Regions from separate parts of the Zea mays genome. Here region 2 is linked to region 1. The links are chromatin contacts, called in public Hi-C maps. All regions are on one chromosome and are shown on one strand. Each heading gives the region's core, a stretch centred on a gene start, on an enhancer-like site or on the middle of the called end of the contact. The rest is flanking DNA. Distances are from core to core; before and after follow the strand shown.

What was found. Hi-C and Micro-C count contacts between places; a contact is called where the count stands out from the background.
Region 2: a contact with region 1 is called in a Hi-C map of tassel, with 4 times the contacts expected there. The contact joins the promoter of LOC109941689 here to the promoter of LOC107546754 in region 1. A contact is called at or near these places in 2 of 25 Hi-C or Micro-C datasets (ear and tassel).

What each region holds. Positions count from the first base shown.
Region 1 is chr8:12,260,591-12,264,368 of Zm-B73-REFERENCE-NAM-5.0, forward strand. It overlaps LOC107546754, which reads right to left and starts at 1,262. Exons shown (of 1, transcript NM_001322459.1): 1 at 416-1,262. The coding sequence starts at 1,158. The coding sequence ends at 745.
Region 2 is chr8:12,558,746-12,562,218 of Zm-B73-REFERENCE-NAM-5.0, forward strand. It overlaps LOC109941689 (50S ribosomal protein L29, chloroplastic), which reads right to left and starts at 1,819. Exons shown (of 3, transcript XM_020542892.3): 1 at 1,576-1,819. The coding sequence starts at 1,819. It overlaps LOC100281327 (pathogenesis-related transcriptional activator PTI6), which reads left to right and starts at 3,335. Exons shown (of 2, transcript NM_001154245.2): 1 at 3,335-3,473.

The DNA of each region.
Region 1 (3,778 bases), core at 12-2,511:
CAAACAGATCGATCTGTATCCGATTTGGTCTATTCAGGATCCAAAAATTATATATTTAAATTTTGGGAATCGATAAGGTCCAAAAGTTTCTTCAAAATAATCTAGAAACCTTAATTATGTGGTGTTTGTTTAGGACTATAATGTGTACTCGTTGTGTTTGTTTAAGACTATAATATGTACTCGTTGTATAATCTAACTTATTTTAAATTTAATGTTAGTTCAAAATAAATTATATTATATAATCTAGATAGATTATAATCTTAAACAAACGCCGCTAATTTAATTCTAGTTTAAAAATGAAATGTATAGCCGCAGAATATGCAAATTCCACTCCCAATATCTGGGCAGTTGCATATTCCACCAAGAAACCCGACATGAACATTTCGACCTCCAACGTGTTGATCACATGCCCAGCTTGGGTGAACTGCGAATTGCAATCCCGTAGCACACAATGCCTGCCTAAAATGTCAAATCAACACACGAGTTTTGGTGCTGACGTGCTCGGATGGAAATTGCCGCCGTTGTTCAGGCACAGAACCAAGCACGTCTGCCCGGCCCGGGAGACAGAGACAGTGTGCGCGATCAATGGAGTTGGACCAACGCCGACATGCACACACCATCGCATCTACCAGTCGACTAGCTACCTCGCCTACTACACATCCTCCCGCGCGCTCTTGTACCAAGACACTACCGTCGGCAGAGAGCAAGAACAGCGCAACAGAAAAGCACCGCCACCGGCTCGGTTCACCAGATGCTCCAAATGTCGTGGTCGAACGCAGCCGCCTCGGCCTCGGCCTCGCAGGAGCGGGCGCCGGCGCCGGCGCACCGGAAGTCCTCCTCCACGAAGGGGAACCAGCCGAGCAGCTTGTCCTCGTCGACGCCCCACGTCCACCAGGCCGCCGCCGCGCTCAGCCCGGCGTCGAGGTCCCAGCAGTCCACGGCGCGCGCGTCCGGCACGGCCGGCGCCGTCTCCGGCCCGGGCGAAGAAGGCGCGGCATTTGCCGCGGCGGGCCTCGCCCTGGCGCCTGCCTTGGGCTGCCTCGGCTGCTTGGCCCGGCGCTGCTGCGGCTTGGGGTTTGGGTTTGGGTTGGCCGCGGCGGCGGCGGAGGGGTCCTGCGGCTCCTCCGCCTTGGACTGCTGCGCTCTGGTTCGCTTCATGGCTGGCTGGGGCTGGGCTGCCTGGCGGTGTTTTGCCCCGGCCTCCGAGGCGGGCGGGGACGGGGTAGGGTCCGTGCGTGTGATGAGAGTGTGTCGTGGCCTCGTGCGGTGTGATGAGTGGAGCTCCGAGGCGTTTGGGCGCGCGGCCTTTTGTAGGAGTGGAAGGCGGGGGGTGGGTTCGCGACAGGCTTGGGCTCCGCAGGAGCAGGAGCGGAGCGCGGCGCGTCAAGTGCGCGCGGCCTGGTGAGTTCTGAGGTGTGTGACTCGTGACCTGCCCCAGTGGTCGAGGCCAGGCCAGCGGCCGCAGTCGCCTGCGCGGCCGGCCGGTCGGCGCGACCAGTTTCATTTCACGTGCAGCGCACCTAGGCTTGGCCGACGGGGCGAGTCGCGGAACGTGATGGAAACTGGTGTGGATGGACGTGACTGCTAAAACTGGTTGTCACGCATCGCTGTCGTCGCGGAGTAAAGTTTAACGGCAGATTTTTTTTCCCCTAGTACATTATGTACGAGGCACCTCACGTTCCATTTTCTTGCGCCGCGCGCGCCATTTATTTGCAAGAGCGACCGCCGTGTCGCCTCCATGGCCACCAGTGGCCGGGCGGAATCCGGCGCGTCTCGTTTCCACGGCGCAGCAGCAGCTTCTGATGGCAGCACGTCACGTTCGGGTAGCTCACGGGCCGAGCGTGGAACATGGGGCCGCGCGTGCTCCTGCCTGCGATCACGTGGAAACGCCGGCGGCTTGGGGAAGGTGGGCGTGTGGGATCGCACGCCGACATCGTGAACCGCTCGTTAACAAGTATACGTACGTACTAGAAGTCTAGAAGAAGCGCGCCGGCTCGTAAACAAGGTCGGCTCAGGATAAGATACTACGTGGGAGCATCGGAGGCTGGAGCTGTAATCCCAGCACGTGTGACGGTGTGAGCTGAGCACGTACTCAATGGCTGCATGCAAGTGTCTCAGCACATGGAGTACGATACGAGTGAAGAATGTTACAAAATAACATATTACAAAGTTATATGTGATATAGTGACCAATTCAAGGGGCTCGACGAACACATCCCCAAGGAATACATCCCTTGGGGATGACCCCTGTCACATGTATATAAGGACTACTCTCTCTGCAATAAACAACAGTTCTGTCATTTGTCTCTCTCTCAGTCTCTTTACCACTGAGTATACTTCAACACGTTATCAGCACGTGCTTGTCGGGGACCATAATTAGGGGTACCCCCAAGACTCCTAAATCTCAGCTGGTAACCCCCATCAGCACTAAGCTGCAAAGGCCTGATGGGTGCGATTAAGCCAAGGCTCGGTCCACTCAAGGGACACGACCTCGCCTCGCCCGAGCCCAGCCTCGGGCAAAGGCAGCCGACCCCGGAAGGTTCACGTCTCGCCCGAGGCCCAGTCTTCGCCAAGAAGCAACCTTGGCCAGATCGCCACACCGACCGACCAAATCGCAGGAGCATTTAATGCAAGGATGACCTCACATCCTATCCTGTCATGCGCCCTTCAGTCGACGGAGTCGAAAGTGACCGCAGTCACTTCACCGCTCCACTGACCGGCCTGACAAGAAGACAGCGCCGCCTGCGTCACTCCGACTGCTGTGCCGCTCGACAGAGTGAGGCTGACAGCAGCCAAGTCCAGCCTCGGGCGCCATAGGAAACTCCGCCTCGCCCGACCCAGGGCTCAGACTCGGGCTCGGTCCTGAAAGACGACGAACTCCGCCTCGCCCGACCCAGGGCTCGGACTCGGGCTCGGCCCCGGAAGACGACGAACTCCGCCTCACCCGACCCAGGGCTCGGACTCGGGATCGGCCCCGGAAGACGACGAACTCCGCCTCGCCCGACCCAGGGCTCGGACTCGGGCTCGGCCCCGGAAGACGACGAACTCTGCCTCGCCCGACCCAGGGCTCGGAAGACGACGAACTCCTCGCCCGACCCAGGGCTCGGACACGACCTTGACCTCGGAAGACCGACTCGTCCCCGACCTCGGAGGAGCCTCCGCCTCGCCCGACCCAGGGCTCGGACCGACCACGTCACAGGGGGGCATCATTACCCTATCCCTAGCTAGCTCAGGCTACGGGTAACGGGACCGGCGTCCTATCTGGCTGGCCCCGGAAAACAGATAATGATGGCGCCCCGCGTGCTCCATGACGACGACGACTCTTAAACCCTTACGGAAGCAAGGAGACGTCAGCAAGGACTCGACAGCCCCGACAGTTGTCCTTCCGCAAGGCTCCAACGCTCCTCCGACGGCCACGACATCATATGAACAGGGTGCCAAAACCTCTCTGGCTGCCACGAAGGCATGTACTTAGGGCACTAGCTCCTCTCTGCTCGACACGATAGCGCATTGCTACACCCCCCATTGTACACCTGGACCCTCACCTTACGCCTATAAAAGGAAGGTCCAGGGCTCTCTTACGAGAAGGTTGGTCGCGCGGGATGATGGGGCGACGCGTAGAGTCCCTCGCTCTCCCCCCACGCGGACGCTTGTAACCCCCTACTGCAAGCGCACCCGACCCGGGCGCAGGACAAACACGGAGGCTGCGGGCTTTCCCCTCTCTTCTACCCCCCTTCGTGCTCCGTCTCGCGCCGACCCATCTGGGCTAGGACACGCGA
Region 2 (3,473 bases), core at 569-3,068, 300 kb after region 1:
CGTGCGTTCCCAGTCACAGGGGGGCCACAGCAGGGGCACGGGCACCGCGGCTGCACTGCACGCCTCGAGAGTGCGGAAAGTGGGAGGAAATAAAACAGAGGTCTGAATTTGGGCGCACCAACCGACAACGACTCCGCCGCGGGCCCCGCAGAAGTCCACTGGTGGGTATGGGTAGTAGTAGGGCGGCGGGCGGCGGCTCCAACGAGCAGTCGAAGTCGGCTGCTCGCGTAGTCGCGTGCAAATCTATCCAACTTTGAGCTAGCGAGGATTTTGGCTAGACCGACCGCCGCGGCGGACGCCTCTATTTCCCTCGCTCCCGGTGTCACGTGGCCGCCGACTAGGGGTGAAAACGGGTAGAGTACCGGATACGGTACTGATTTGAAACCATTTTTCGGATATAGATACGGGTATTTTTATATTAGAACGGATAGGGGTAATATCCGGATAGTACGATTACGGATTCAGATCGGATACGGAGCGAGCACTACCCGGTAAATACCCGGATATTCGGGTCGGATACGGGTACCCGTTTTTTCTTTTTCTGCATAATAATATAGTTATAAAATCATAACTTTTATATATGAAATCGGATGATAAAGTTTATATGAAAATTGTAGAGCTCAAAGAGATCTATAACTTTGTAGTACAACATATTTTTGTTTAAACATATCTTTAGGCCAAAATCATTGAAATAATGTCTAAATATATATCAAAATAATTTACTTTATCATTTTCATGTGAGGACTTAAGACTATCTCCATGTGGGAACTTAGGATTATCTTTTTATATACTACTTATTAATATTGGTAACTTATTTATAATTTTCGGTCGATGCTACAATATATTTATGAATTTAATTGTATTTTGATGATTTTCTACAACAAGAAATTAATAATGCATCAAATAGCCTAAAAAATTCATGAATTTTTACGGGGACACAATATATATCCACATATAGTTTAAAAAATATTTGGACTATAAAATCCATAAGATGTTGGTGTTTCTTCCATTCCACTGCCACTTATTACGTGAGTTACACGTGAAATCATTTTATGTATCGAAGTTTCAATATAATTAATATTTCACTTATCATTTTTATGTGACGACTTGAGGTTTTATTTGAATAGAATGTTTATTTGTTTTGGTAAGCTTTTTGCAATTTTGGGTCAAAACTAGTGTATTTATGAATTTTAATTATATTTTGATAATTCTATGTAGAAAGAAATTAATAATGTACAAATAGCCTCAGAAATCTATGAAATTATACGAAGGTACAACATATGGCCACATATAGTCATAAAAAATAATGGAACCATAAAACCCACAGGATGTCAACGTTTTATCATAACTAATTAATACATTATCCGACAAGTATCCGATATCCGATCAAATAATATCCGTATCCGTCACTTATCCGCCCGGATAAATATCCGGTCCCTGTATCCGTATTCGTCCTGTTTCTAACTATACGTATCCGATTCCGAATCCGTTTTAAATATATTAGGGTAAGATACAGGATAAGCTAATATCCGTCTATATCCGTCCGTTTTCACCACTACCGCCGACGGGGTCTGCCTGCGTGGGGCGTGGCGGCCGCAGGGGGAGCCGGGGAGGGGGACGCGTCCGCACGGGCGCGCACCCGCGTGCCAGACCGCGCCGCGCAAAGCGTCCAAGGCCACGCACGGCGTCCTGGCTGTTTCCACGTCGCGTTGCGGAAAAAAGTCCGTCGGCCCTTTTCCCTGTCCTGTCCGGCCGCGAGCTCCACCACCTCCCCAAGTGCAAGTGCTGTGGTACGAGCGGAGCAATAAGAACTCGCCATGTGAACCCCAGGCACGGCGCAGAGCCAAGGCGCTCCCGTCCTTGGATTCCGAAAGCTCGTGCCCGGTGGAGATGGAGGTCGTGCTATAATCTAGGACTGCTGTATTTTTTCGTTGCCACGACGCATCACGTGCGCTTTCCATAACGCAACCTACGAACGAGATCGGTCGACTAAGAGTCTGTTTGGTTAGGATGTGGCTGTGAAAAAAATTGCTATAAACTGTAAGCTATAAAAAAATGCTGCGGTATGCTGTGAGCTGTTAAAAAGCTAACAACCATTTAGTGTAAACCACTAAAAGTCGTTAAAATTTTTTCGATATATGTTTTCACAGTTCTATCCAAAAGCCACTAAAAGCAGATTTAAGGGTGCTTTCAGTTTTACACTGCGAGAAAGTTAGCTTTTATAAAAAACTGCTTCTTGAATTTAGCCCTTTGTTTGACTTTTGGTTTTCAGAGAACAAAAGCCAAAGCAAAAAAACCAAACCAAACGCAACCTAACGGAAAGCGTTCGAATGGCGAGATAGCAGCGCAAGCATGTCCACGTGTCGCGTGTGACGCCTACGAAAAAAACCCGCGGCATCAAATATCCGTGGCCTTTCGTTTGGCTTTCGCCCTTTTTTTTGGAAACGAAATATTCCGTTCCGTTTTATCGCTCCTTTTTTTTAGCTCTCGAGAATGGTGGAGCGTATCTTTAGCTCATCTGATGGAATGGTGCTACCTGCCATACAGCCCAGACTTCCTCTATCTATAATATAGTAGCCATTCATTTACCCCCCGTAAAACTGATGGTCTTGGTAAATGCAGAGCAGGTCACACGGGAATGTGGGATCTCAGCCAGAGGATCCCAATCCGCCTCCCCTCGACCAACGGTGGGTCGGAACCTAGCGCTGGATCCGGAAGTGATTGCTCGGTCTGCAGTGAAGTAGGCCCGTCACTTTTGTGGGTCCCAACTGTCAACGAAACAGCACAACATTCCTTGGACGCGTGTAGCCGAAGGTTTATCATTTCCATGGCCGTCCCGTCCTCGCGTCGCCCATTCACATCGCATAAACCCCACCAAAAACGCACCACCACCACCACTAGCGTTCCGTCCCTGTCTCGATGACAGGTGGGGACCAAATACATTGGCCCCACGTGAAAGCCTGAGGAGCGTGCATAACAGTTCTTCACCAGGGAACCAGCACGTCCCATACTCTGACTGCGGGGGCCAGCGGCACCCCTGGGTCCACGAGTCATCACTGTGTGCGTAACAAACAGCCTTGGCAGATCCTATAGTACGTCCAGCGCCAGCGCATCGCGGCCGTCCTCTCCTCCCCCTTTCCGTTAGGCAGATAATCCTCCAATGACGCGTGGGTCCGGACGAGCTTCGGGCCGTTTCGGCAGTGTGTGGAGCTGGATCCCGGACGCGTGCGTGACGCGAAAGGTCTCGCGTGGTGCGGCGGAGGGGGCGGGCAGTACAGGATGGGGAAGAATGGGGGATTATTAAATATCGGCGGACGAGGGGCGTGGCCTGCCCCTTTTGCTCCTGTCGCCGCTTTGGGTCGGGGTTTAAGCGAGTGTTCAGGGAGGCCGGGACGGAGGCGACGACGACGGACGGTGCCGGCGTCGGAGGAGAAGAAAGAACAAGTAGCCAGCTCTCGTATATGCCTTCTTGC